Linked DNA regions of Manis pentadactyla: region 2 is linked to region 1. A link is a contact called in public Hi-C data. All regions are on one chromosome and are shown on one strand. The core of a region is the stretch at or near the end of the contact, and the rest is flanking DNA. Distances in the headings are between cores, read along the strand shown.

What was found. Hi-C and Micro-C count contacts between places; a contact is called where the count stands out from the background.
Region 2: a Hi-C map of fibroblasts shows a contact between it and region 1, with 6 times the contacts expected there. The contact joins the promoter of VPS4A here to the promoter of TANGO6 in region 1. A contact is called at or near these places in 2 of 3 Hi-C or Micro-C datasets (fibroblasts and skin fibroblasts).

What each region holds. Positions count from the first base shown.
Region 1 is chr15:56,340,311-56,346,198 of mManPen7.hap1, reverse strand. It overlaps TANGO6 (transport and golgi organization 6 homolog), which reads right to left and starts at 2,884. Exons shown (of 19, transcript XR_008994009.1): 1 at 2,723-2,884.
Region 2 is chr15:56,737,544-56,743,541 of mManPen7.hap1, reverse strand. VPS4A (vacuolar protein sorting 4 homolog A) reads right to left here and starts at 3,947. Exons shown (of 11, transcript XM_036897738.2): 1 at 3,754-3,947; 2 at 417-528; 3 at 188-335. The coding sequence starts at 3,774.

The DNA.
Region 1 (5,888 bases), core at 1,635-4,134:
ATTTATCTGAGTACTAACTGTATTTTCATTTGCTTTATTCATTTAATTACTTCTTCAAATTAAATCATGTTTTAAAACATATTACCTGTAGCTAATACATTGTTCTAAGTGCATTAAGTATTTAAGTTAACCTCACAACTCTGTTAGGTATTGTAACATTCTTCTTCCCAAATGAGAAGGCTATGGGTAAGCTGTTTGCCCCAGGGCATATTCAACTCAGGGCAGTCTGGACAGAGCCCAGGCTCTCGATCACTCCACTCCACTATTCAGCCTCAAAATATTTCTCTATTACCACCTAAACCCATCCATCCCTATCACACTTCAGGAATGCTGCCCTCATGAACAGCATGATTTATTCTTCCTAATCACCAATTTAAATATCTATGCTTTGTGACATTTAAAAGCAGACTTCACAATGTGTATGGTACATTTTATGAAATTCAAAGTTCAAAGCAATATGGCATGCAAGAATAAATGTGATACAGCTTCATTATTTACAAATTATCAGAATTTCCAGCTCTCCCACACCCCCCATTAATTCAAAGTTAATGAAAGAGTTGAGTGAGTCTATATTTAGTACAGAAGTTATTTTTTAGAAAACTGTTGCTGAGATGTCCTCCATTTTGTACTAACAGAACTTCACTAAATTGACAAACCCTTTTCAAATTCTGCTGAACACAATTTCTAACAATGGAAGTGTAGATACTATTTGTATTTGCCCTAGGACTGAGAATAGAAATGGAAGGCAAGGGAAGAGAAAATGCTTAATGTAGCAGAACTTTGAAGGCTCAACAGTGAAAAACTGTTGGTATCTTGTTCGTTTATGTAAGTCCCACCTAGACATCTTCCTCTTGCAGCCTTCCACAGCCACCACACCCCTGTACAATTCCTATACCCAACTACTAACTGTACTATTCACTCGCCACTAGGGTTCTCTTGCCATACTGAGTATATGTATAATACCATCTCCCCAGACAAGATGCTTGAGAGCCCAAGTTGTGATGTATCTTTGTAGCATTGAGGACAGAATACTATACAAAGTTGATTCTCAGTAATTACCTCGAAGGTAGTCAACTTAAAGAGAAATCAAAAATGTTTAATCCAGTGAGATGTAATTTTAACCAATACTTTCACCCTGTCTCCTGAACACCTTTGTCCACCAGTGACAGCTCAGTACTCGTGCTCAGGTGTTTTTTAATGCCCCTCAGATATGATCAAACAGAAGGCACATGCATACAATATATAATAGACTATATGTGCAAATGATATTATTTTATCACAGTACTTACACTACTTTTTCAAATAGGAATGAATAAACTGAATTGAATTCTTGTAAGTTAAATAGTACATGCATGTAACTCCACCACATACTCTTAGAGCTATAGGGAGGGTCTTCTATAAAAGTGCTTTATGTCTATGTGCTTTGATACATGATTACTTCCAGACTTTTTGTTTTTTTTACCTTGTTCTCAGTTGTTTTAAATAGTTGCAGTTGCTAGACAAGTGACCTCTTGATTAGCAAGTTAAAATGGTATTTTGCAGTTTATTTTTCTTCACTGGGGAGGAGTACAGTTATCATACTATAGTGGAAGGTGCCCAAGTTCAAATCCTAGCTCTACCAGCTAATAGACTCACAATGAACAATTTCCAATGTTCCTGAGTCCTGGTTCCTTCTTCTGGCAAACGGAATACAAGTAACACCTATCAATTGGGATTGCTGTGAGGGTTAAGTGGTATGTACACATCAACAGCATACTATAGGGACTGATACTTAGTAGGCACTCAATTATTATTATTACTGATTTCACTTCCCTCAGGTACCGTATAATGTTTGCAGGAGTTTTTGTAATTTGGGGATGTATCTCAAAACTTGGAACCGCACCTCACAGCCCTTCAGGTACCTTTGCTCGCCCTACAAATTCCTTCCTCCAAAATATACAGTCCAATTTATGACACACGGTCCTATTTCAATTGTGTCCTTTCTCAAAGCTTCGGGTAACATCAGAGCCACCATACTGAGAAGGGACTTCGGTAAACCTTGGTTCTGGGTCTGCGTGCTACGCCTAATGTGACCACTTGATTGGGGCAGGTTACTTAAATCTCTTCAGTGAGCCCTGGGTGTACTCAGCTGTAATGGTGAGTGCCAGGCTAAACCACTCCCAAGATCCCTTCAGATTCTAGATTGGGAAGATCTTGTCAGCCCACCACGTTAAGATTAACAGTGACTGTAAATCTCTCCCACAGACTGTGAACCCCTACATGCTCTCCCCAAACCCAGCTCCAACGCCACTGCTTCCTTTTCCTGGACTCCTCAGCACTGTACAAATCTCCGGTGTCCACACGGACCCTGGGTCCTCCAGAAGTTGGGCCCTCACGTTGCACAGCACGAGCGCCTACCCTCGCGGAAGCTCCTTCCGCAGCCCTACCTTGGAAGGCTGCAGTAAGGACTGAAGGAAAGCATGTTACCCAAGGCGCTTGACACAACGTCTGGTACCAGGTAAGCGCTCACGAGGCGTTGGTATGGGTCCCATCCCCTACTTGAGCCTCAAATGTATTAGGCTGGACAAAACCCAAAGCTCCCCGGCGCGGGGCGGGGCGGCCTCGGGGTCCCGAGGGCGCGGGGAGGCCTGAGGGGCGCACACTGCGGGAGGCAGGGCGGCCCTTGACGACTGATGGCCCTGAGAGCCCCGGTGCAGCCCGGCGCCGAAGTCCGTCCTCTCACCTCCCGGGCTCAGCAGCAGCTTCAACGCCTCCAAAATCCGCCCCAGACCGCACATTTCCAGAGCCCTACTGCCAGCGGCCCGTCCGGGGGCCGCCATGACTGGAGTGGAACACGCCCCTTGTGACCGGCTCAGGCGTCTCGGCGGGTCGCCGCCGCCATGTTGAGTGTGGCGGAAGGCGCTGGCGGGGGCAGGGTGCGCGTCACGTGGTGGGGCCGGCTCGGTCGGAAATGGCCCCTTGGCAAATAAGTACGTCCTCAGGACCCCTTTATCTCTTGGAAGGAAAAAAATCATTAACAACGTTCTCTCACATACAATTTCAGAAACGCAATATGATTAACTACTATATAATATGTATTTAATATGAAAATATTACAGTACCAAAACAGTAAAAGGCAGTGAACTAAACAGATTCTACACCTGTTTAATAATGAAGTGTGATATGTAAAACAATATTCAACTGAATACTGTTGAACTTCTTTATTAGCAAAATATAAAAATAAGTGCTAAGCACACATACAACTATTGTGAATATAATAACAACTGATGCTATTGATGATGTGATTTTTTAAATGGATTGAGTTCCCAGTAAAAGTTCTGTCTTTGAACCTACATGCATTCCTGGAAAATTAAGTGTATACTAAAATCATGCCCCCTCTCTCCAAATGGTGTTAATATGTAAAACAGAATGCATTTGAGATTTGGATAATCAGAAACAAGTGTTCACCTACATGAATCCTGGTGGGATTTTCAAAAGTCACGTTGTCTGAAAATCATGCTCCAAATCTAGGACAGTGCTTCTGAGGGCAAGACCTTTAGCATACCTGCCTCTCCCTTCACTAAAAGTCAATAATCTCTTATATCATTCTCACAACGATGCTCACCGGCCACTTTACAAAAGTGCTCCCTAAGAGGCTGTCCTGCTTCTCCTTGACATCCCTGAGTTAGCCTGGGCTCACGATTGATGACTGCCCTTCAGCATTTAGCTGCTGAGCCTCTGGGGAAGCCCCTTGTGCTTCACATGCCAGCCCATGTCACTGGGGAAAGAAGCTGTTCATTTAACTCCTTTCTCAGGCCCCTCCTGGTCATGCCCATGTCTCTGAACTCCAGTTCAAATCCGTCAACCATTTTTTTCCTGCTCTCTAAAGTGAGAACAGAATCGTTTTCACAAGGCTATTTTGGGGAGTTAAAATGACACTGCTTTCAAGTATTTAGCAATGTGTGCCACTTAATAAATTGTACCTGTATCTTCCCCTTCATCTCTTCCTCAAATAAAATCCTGCCAAAACATCTTTAAACCAGAAAAACATTTTAAAGGGGAAATAAATGACCTACTATATTACCATAATGCTCTTGCCATTGTGTGTATCCCAGGCTTTGGCAGTAAGAAGACAATTCTTCTTCAGTTATGTTTGGACACAAGTTCATTTGAAAAAAAAAAATTTGAAATGTCATTTAAAGGTATTAAACATTTAGTGAAAAGGGTGTAAAGCATTGTGTGGGAAAGGCCCACCCCTAAGTTTTGTACAGTTTGGGCCAAAAATACAAGATGGAGGGCCGTATACCATATGTGTAAATATTTCAAAGTATAAATCAAATTAATAGATTGTTAAATACTTTTTATACTCCTACCTTGAAAACTATGCCAGATTTGAATTGAGAATTCTCAGACTTCATGTCAGAGCTCCATACTGGATGGACATGGCAGGATGGGGGAAGCCAGTTCCCTGCCTTTGGCCTGACCCTTTTTTCTTCTCACTAGTGTCTCCATCCTGCACTCACACACATGTGGACATTCCAGCTTGTGCGTGCACATCCAGGCTCTGTCCACACACTCCTAAGAAACTACCACTTGAAACCCTAGGGCTAGGAGTGCGCACACAGGGAGCATGGTGCAGCTTTCAGAGGGCAGACCGAGCCAAGAGGCCTAGAGAGCTCTGGAAGCAGGCTCAGAGATGGCTGGGCAGGGGATTCCAGGATCCCAGAACCTGCAGTGTGGTCTGGAAAGAGGGGTGAAGATTTGGGGTGGGCAATTCCCCTAGGCAGATTCCTTGCCCATGGGGAAGAGCATGGTAGAGGAGGCCAGGTGGGGCCTTTAAAGCATGGGGCCAGAGCTGGGACCCTATTAGCCCCAGTCTAAGGGCAGTAGTGGTGTGGGATTTACAGGTGATGAGGGTTCCCAGAGTTGGGAGAGCTGAGAGTCCTCTATCCCAAAGCATTATGGCGCCAGATTTTATCTTTTGAGCTCTATAGGCTTAGATACCACAAAGTGACTTGAACGATCAAGTCAATATCATAAGGATACTATAAATTTTTACAGCAAAAAATTATATCCCACATGGAACATTGGGTACATTTTATGTATGATAGGATGTTGGGGGAGTGCCTATGGCCTATAAGGCTGTATATTAGGCCCAAGCATGAAAAAAAGGAAGCATGTTCAGGTTTCTCCTGGCCTAAGGAAATCATGCAAGTAGGCTTTTAAGTACCCTATTTCCTTAGAATCTGATATTTACACTTATGGAATTTTAGTTTACAGGAATGGAATTCTGGTAGCCTTTGCCTCACTTTGTCTAGGTAGCTTTGTTAAAAAACAGAAGCACACCTGGGAGACCCCCTGGTAACATGCTATTCAACATCCCTCAAATTAATACCCACAGGAGCTACATTGGAGAGGGTGCTGCAAGAAACCACATGGGGATGTTCCACACACACACACACACACACACACACACACACACACAGGTCTGTATTCATGCAAAATGTGTTCTACTGATTTAAAGTCAGACAAAAAGGACCCCATAATCAGGAACTTAAGGGACAGCAGCCAAACAGGTTGGGTTGCAAATAGCAAGCTGGGGCTATTTGCCTCAACCCAGAATAAGGCTAATGGTATTGATAGACAGAACAAGACCAATAATTACTGATGGCTGTTTCACACAGATTTCCTAGTGAAGACCCCAGCAAATTATGGGTTCATATGGGTTCTTATCTTCTAAATCCACACATGATAACTGGAGTGGTTGCATTCCATCTAACTGACCTCTAAATTCTTATCCTATCTGTCTCAAAACCTTAGACACTGTGATAACCCCCAATACCTACTCCACAAAAAAATGGTCACTGCAGTTAAGTTTTCATTTATTTTAAATGAAAGGTTTTCTCTTT
Region 2 (5,998 bases), core at 2,698-5,197, 400 kb before region 1:
GCTTTTCTGTGCAGATGCAATAAGGTATCACATGTGGAAGGGTTCCATAAAGTGCCTCACAACAGCAGCTAGCATGAGCAGGACTCCCTAAAAGGAAGGTGCCCTGGGACCAGCAGGGAGAATGACAGGGGCACAGGCAGGGGGTACGCGTTGTGGCCCGGCCCAGCGCCCCGCCCTCTGCACTCACCCCTTGCTTTCACTCTGAGACTCTCTGACTGGCTTCTTGCTGTGCTTCTCTTTGCTTCGTAAATAATCCTTCAGCTTCTCGGCCCGGTCTAGGTACTGCATGCACTTGGCTCGGATGCTCTCCTTGGCCTTGTCGCTGTGTGCCTCATCTGCAAAAGGGGAACCAGACAGGGTGTGCCCTCTCCTCTCACAGAGGCTCTGTGGCCGGGAGGACCCTGTGTGTGACTCACATTTGATAGCGTGTAGGAAATACTCCACAGCATGCTGATAGAGCCGGAGCGCCTCCTCGTAATTCTTGGCTTTATCCTCTTCTGTGGCTTTTGTCACCAGATCGATGGCTTTCTGGAAAGGCAAAGCAAATAACTGGGTGCTTCCCAAGAGATCCAGAAAGCCCTCTGGGGCCCAGGAAATCACAGATGAGATATAAGCCAGACCTGTAGATTTGTCAGTTGCAGACCATTACATCTACCTACTTTTCTAACATCAACTAGAAAGGCCTTAAAAGGATTTCAAAGTCAGCCATCTCTCTTCATGATACACTCATACAGTTAAAAGCAACCTCCTTCTCAGTCTTCCCTCTGGATTTCAGCTGTGGAAACGGGATCACCTCTCTCTAGGACCCAAAGGCAGAGTTCACTTTCTATTCCATGCTGCAAGGGAAAGAGAAATGAACCTGGATGCAGAGCCTGGAACAGGGGAAACACCAGAACCAACTGATTTCTGTGTTGCTCAGCATGGAAACCAGAGACCGTACTTAACCTTGAGCACCAGAAAAGAGCCAGTAGGCTAAGAAAGTCCCTCATTGACCTGGGTTTTACGAGATGGACTTAAAGGGATCACTACTTCCTTCTACCAGCCCTACTTGCTTATTGAGGCTGAGAAGAGTTTCCTAAAGTTGATACCTAGGGAAGGGATGCTTAGCCACATGAGTCAACACATCAGTAGCTCTGGGAGGAAGAGAGACATTGCCAGTAAGCTTGCTTATTCTAGAGGCATATATGTGCTACCAATTCAGGGGAATGGGCCTCTGGAACCTTCTAAGAACTCTATGAGAGTGTCTTTGTGAATCTCATACATTCTGTATTCCTGTGTACTAGACTGGAATGTCAAGTAGGCTGGATCTTTCAGACAGCTGCCCCACACCTACATACCCACTTTTAGAAACCATGGCTTCACCAACCCAGGAAGTTATTTCCAGAATTATCCTCCTCAAGCTGATATAGCACTAGACACCAAGCAGGCAGATCCCGCTATATACATACAGTTCCATCCATAGTGAACAATAAGCCTCCTGACCAGCTCTTGGCAGGGCCTGGGCATTTGTGCAGCCCTTCCTCATTGGAAGTTAGTAAGTCTCACAACGAAAGACACAGATAGCTCTAAAAAACAGACTGGGGCAGGTTAGGCCAGGTCATGTTAAATGAACTCACCAGGTTGAAGACATGAAAGGTAACAGTGTTGGATATTTTCAAGCGTCAGCTCCCTCCTCTACCTACAAACAGAGAATGGCTAGGAGCCCTGAGCCTTCTTGGATGACTGGCTTAAGCACAAGCTTTATTTGTCTGCTCTCTCACCCATGAAGGCCCTTCCCAAGAGATGTGAAAGGGATGCTCCTACCCCCAGTGCCTTCTCTTCTCCAGAACAAACACCCCCATTTCCTTGGACATTCTCACTCTGTTTGCCTTCTTGCTTGGGTCTGTCCTTTTGAAAGGTAGGGCACAGAACAATACTCCAGGTAGGCTCTGCCCCCCATTGGGCAGAGCAGACCCATCCCCTCCCTCCTTCTAGATTCTCTATTATGTACCTAAGAACACATTAGCACATACAGTTTTTCACATGCAAGAGACCTCAGCTGCAATTTGGAGGGGGAATAGTTTTGCCTAACACGAGGGAAAGGTGACAAACGAACTGCCAGCCCTGCTGAATCTCTAGTAACACACAGGGCAAAGAATGAGGATGAGAGAAAGGGGTAGAGGAGGAAGACGAGCCGGCAAACTTTCTGTAAAGGACCATGGTAAGTATTTCAGGCTTTCTTAGCTATATAATCTCTGTAGCAACTACTTGGCCTTTGTAGTCCAGAAGCAGCCATAGACAATACATAAACAAATGAGCAGGGATGTGTTCCAATAAAACTTTATTTATAGATACTGAAATTTGAATTTCATGATTTTCACATGTCACAAAATATCCTTTATTCAGCCTCTTTAAAAACCTCTGACATGTTAAGTGAGAGAAGCCAGTCACAAAGGACCATATATAGTATATGATTCCACTTACCTGAGGTGCCTCGAATAGGCAAATCCATAGGGACAAAAAGTAGATTTAGTGGTTGGGGAGGAATAGAGGGCTTAGGAGATGATGGCTAAAGGAAGTGGGATTTCTTTTTGGGATGACTTACGTGTTCTAAAAGTGACTGTAGGGATGGTTGAACAGCTCTGTAAATATACTAAAAACATTGAATTGTGCACTTTAAATAGGTGATTTGTGTGGTATGTGAGTTTTATCTTAATAAAGCTGTTTTTCTTTTAATGTGAAAAAATATTCTTATCAGCTCACAGGCCATACAAAAATGGGGCAGGGGGAATCTGCAAGCCATGGTTTCCCCAACCCTGTGAAGGCAGACCTGCTGGTGGATGGTGGGGTCTGGCTTTGTACCTCCAGCTACTTCCTAGGCTAGTACCCCAACTTATTCCATGCCTGTTTCCACTCTTTCCTCTATCTACAGTAACCATCCCTTCTCTACCTCCAGGTATGTGATTACAACCCATCCTTCCATCCTTTGCTGATCCCCCAAATGCCCTTCTTCCATGAAGTCTTGCTTAACTTCCCAAGCAACTTCACCTGCCATCACTTACTGAGCACTTACTAGGTAAAAGATACTGTGTTAAGAATGCTTTACCTGAATTACTCAAACTAGAGCCACTGTCACAACAACTCTAATGAGTATTAACCCATTTTACTGACAGGAAACCCGAAATTCCAAGATCAAATAACTAGCCCAAGGTCACATGCTCGTGAGTGGCAGAGCCCATAAAGAAACCCAGGTCTGAGGCCGGAGCACGTTTATGTTTTTCCGGCCCAGCCGGACTGGCAGCACCTGGCGGATGGGTCAGTCATGCATCCAGGTCGCGCCACCCCAGCCCACCCAGCACGATCTAGGGAATAAATGAAGGGTCGTTGACCGAGAAGAGGAAACCGGAGCAACAGAGGGGGCTTATTCAAGGGGAGGCAGTTCCTCGAGGGAGAGAGAGGAGTCAGACCGCGGGCCCGAGCTTCCAGAGCGGCGCCTGGGAGGCCCGGTGTGGCCGATGCCCGGGGCGGTCGAGGGGCGGGGGCTGCATGTAGCGGTCTCAGGGCTCGGCTCGGCCAGGGGCCGCACGTTGGGGGCGGGAGGCGGCCCTTGGCTCCGAGCGCGTGAAAACAGAAACGGGCGGAGGCGGAGGCGGGGCGGGTACCGCGAGGCCGAGGTGCTGGGAGGCCGCTCGGCTGCCCGCCGGGGTGCCGGCCCTTAGGCCCCGTCGCGCCTCTCTCGGCCTCCGCAAGCTGGGCCCAGCCGCACCGAGGTACCTGGAGGGTTGACGTTGTCATTTCATCTCCTGGGTCCGCCCCGCACCCCGCGGCGCTGCTTGCGGCCTCGGTCCGGCCCGGGAGAGCCGAGGTGCTGGGTCCGGCGCGGGGAGCCCGGCGAATCGGAGCTGGGCGCAGGCAGGGCGGCCGCTGGCAGCCGGAGCCGAGTCCGAGGGCGAGCGAGCAGCGCGGCGCAGAGCGGCCAGGCCCGAGCCGCGAGGCTGCCCCGCGCGGCCACGGAGGGTACTGCAGGCACCGCTCCCCCGCCCTGGGGGCAGCCGCAGCTAGGGCCGGGGCGGGGCCGGGAGGAGGAGGGGCGGGGCCGGGAGGAGGAGGGCAGGGGAGGTGGGGGTGGACTGAGGCAGGGCTGGGTAGCAATGCTCTAGTCCTAGACCCCCGCTTCTATTGCATCAGCCCCTACAGGACAGTTTAACTTACAAAGTAAACCTAATTTCCCACAGCTTTGGGTTCCTGATGTTTAACAGGGTATGCTAATAATTGGTATCTACCTTGTCTGGCATTTGGGGAAATGAATGAGCTAATGTAAACATAGTGTATCCCACAGTGGAGGCTCAGTCCATGGTGATTTCTATTATGACGCTGGTGGGTCTAAAGTCAGTTTTGTTTTAAATATTAACCCTTATACTTTTCTCTTTAGAAAGTGGTTTTCTTAAACCTCCAAAGCCGGGGACTTTACCCCCGTGAACTTCAGTATAGCAGATGGGTTGTTCACACTTGTTCGTCCAGCAATATTTAATCAGGATAGCCGCTATGTGCCGAGCGCCCTGCTAATTTCTGGAGATTCAACAATGATCAAAGCGGCTCTAAGGGAGCCCATGGTTTGAGGGAGAAAGATGCTGTTCATTAGGAAAGATTATGGGATAAGTATGATGAGGCCTGTATGTAAAGGCTCATGTGCTGTGTAAGCATCTCACAGGCAGCCTGCCCACAATTAGGGGGTCAGGAAAGGCTCTCATTTAAGTGGAGGTTTGAAGGATCAGGGAGAGAGGATGAGCACTCCAGGGTGATGAACAGCCTGTGCAAAGGCCCTGAGGCCTGAGGAGGCCACTGACGGCGTTTAAGAAACTGGACAAAGGCTCAAATAGCCAGAGAGCAGAAAGCAAGTCGAAGTCTGTTGTGAATGACACTGGGGAGCTGGGCAGGGGCCAGGACATTTGGCTGTGGTAAAGGTTTGGGGTTTTATCCTAAGAACGGTGAGAAACTGTTTTTGGATGGATGACTGTAGCTCTGGCATACAGAGCAGATTGCAGGGATGGGGTGGCTATTGCCTTTGAAGTATTTCCATAACCCAGGAGAGCAAGGAAAGCTTGGACTGGGAGGGCCATGGAAAGATGTGCACAAAACAGAGGTTTTGGAAAACAAATCAATGCACGTGGAAATGGATAGAGATGAGGTATGGTGAAGGGCAGGAGGGGACAGGGATGATTCCTGGTTTGCTGGCTTCAGCACCTGGACAGATAGTGGTGATACTGACATGGGGAATTCTGAACCAAGACCAGGTTGGAGGGGTGGGGAGTGAGGAAGATGATGAGTTTGAGGTACTGTTGAAACATCATGTGTCAGTTAGATACATGCATCTGCAACTAGAAGAAAGATGACAGTTGAAGGTGCACCTCTCTGGGTATGGGTGGAAATGGAAGCTGTGCAGATGAGATCTCCCAGGGAAGACTGGAGGGTAGGGTGGGCGAGGCAGGCATCTGGGACAGAGCTGGGAGGTTTGCTGGCTGACCAGAGGATGAGCCTGCAAAACCTCAGAAAGACTGCTGGACAGGTAGGACAGCCAGCCAGGTGTCTTAGGAGTCAGGGGAGGGGTGTCAATAAGGAGAGGGAGTGCAGTACCTCATGCAGCTGAGAAGGCAGACCGTGACATGAAGGACACCGACGACCTCAGCCAGAGATGTTCTGGTCAAATGATGGAGGCAGAAGTCATACTGCAGTGGACCCTGTGGGAGGGGACATGAGCAAATGCAGTCCCTGAGGAGACACACCTCTCAAAATGTCTGGGGAAAAGAAAGGAGGCCTAGAGCAATAGCTGCAGAAGTTGTGGGGCCCAGGGAAAGATTTTTGGTAGTTGTTACTGGGAGAAAAGATGAGCATGTTTAAAAAACCAATAGAAGGGATCTCCATAAGAAGGCTAATCAGTGGGAATGAGGTCAAATAGGGTGGCTGGCTTTAGGAGCGAAGATGGATGCGTAGCAAGAAGTTGGGAGAGTACCTTTATTTT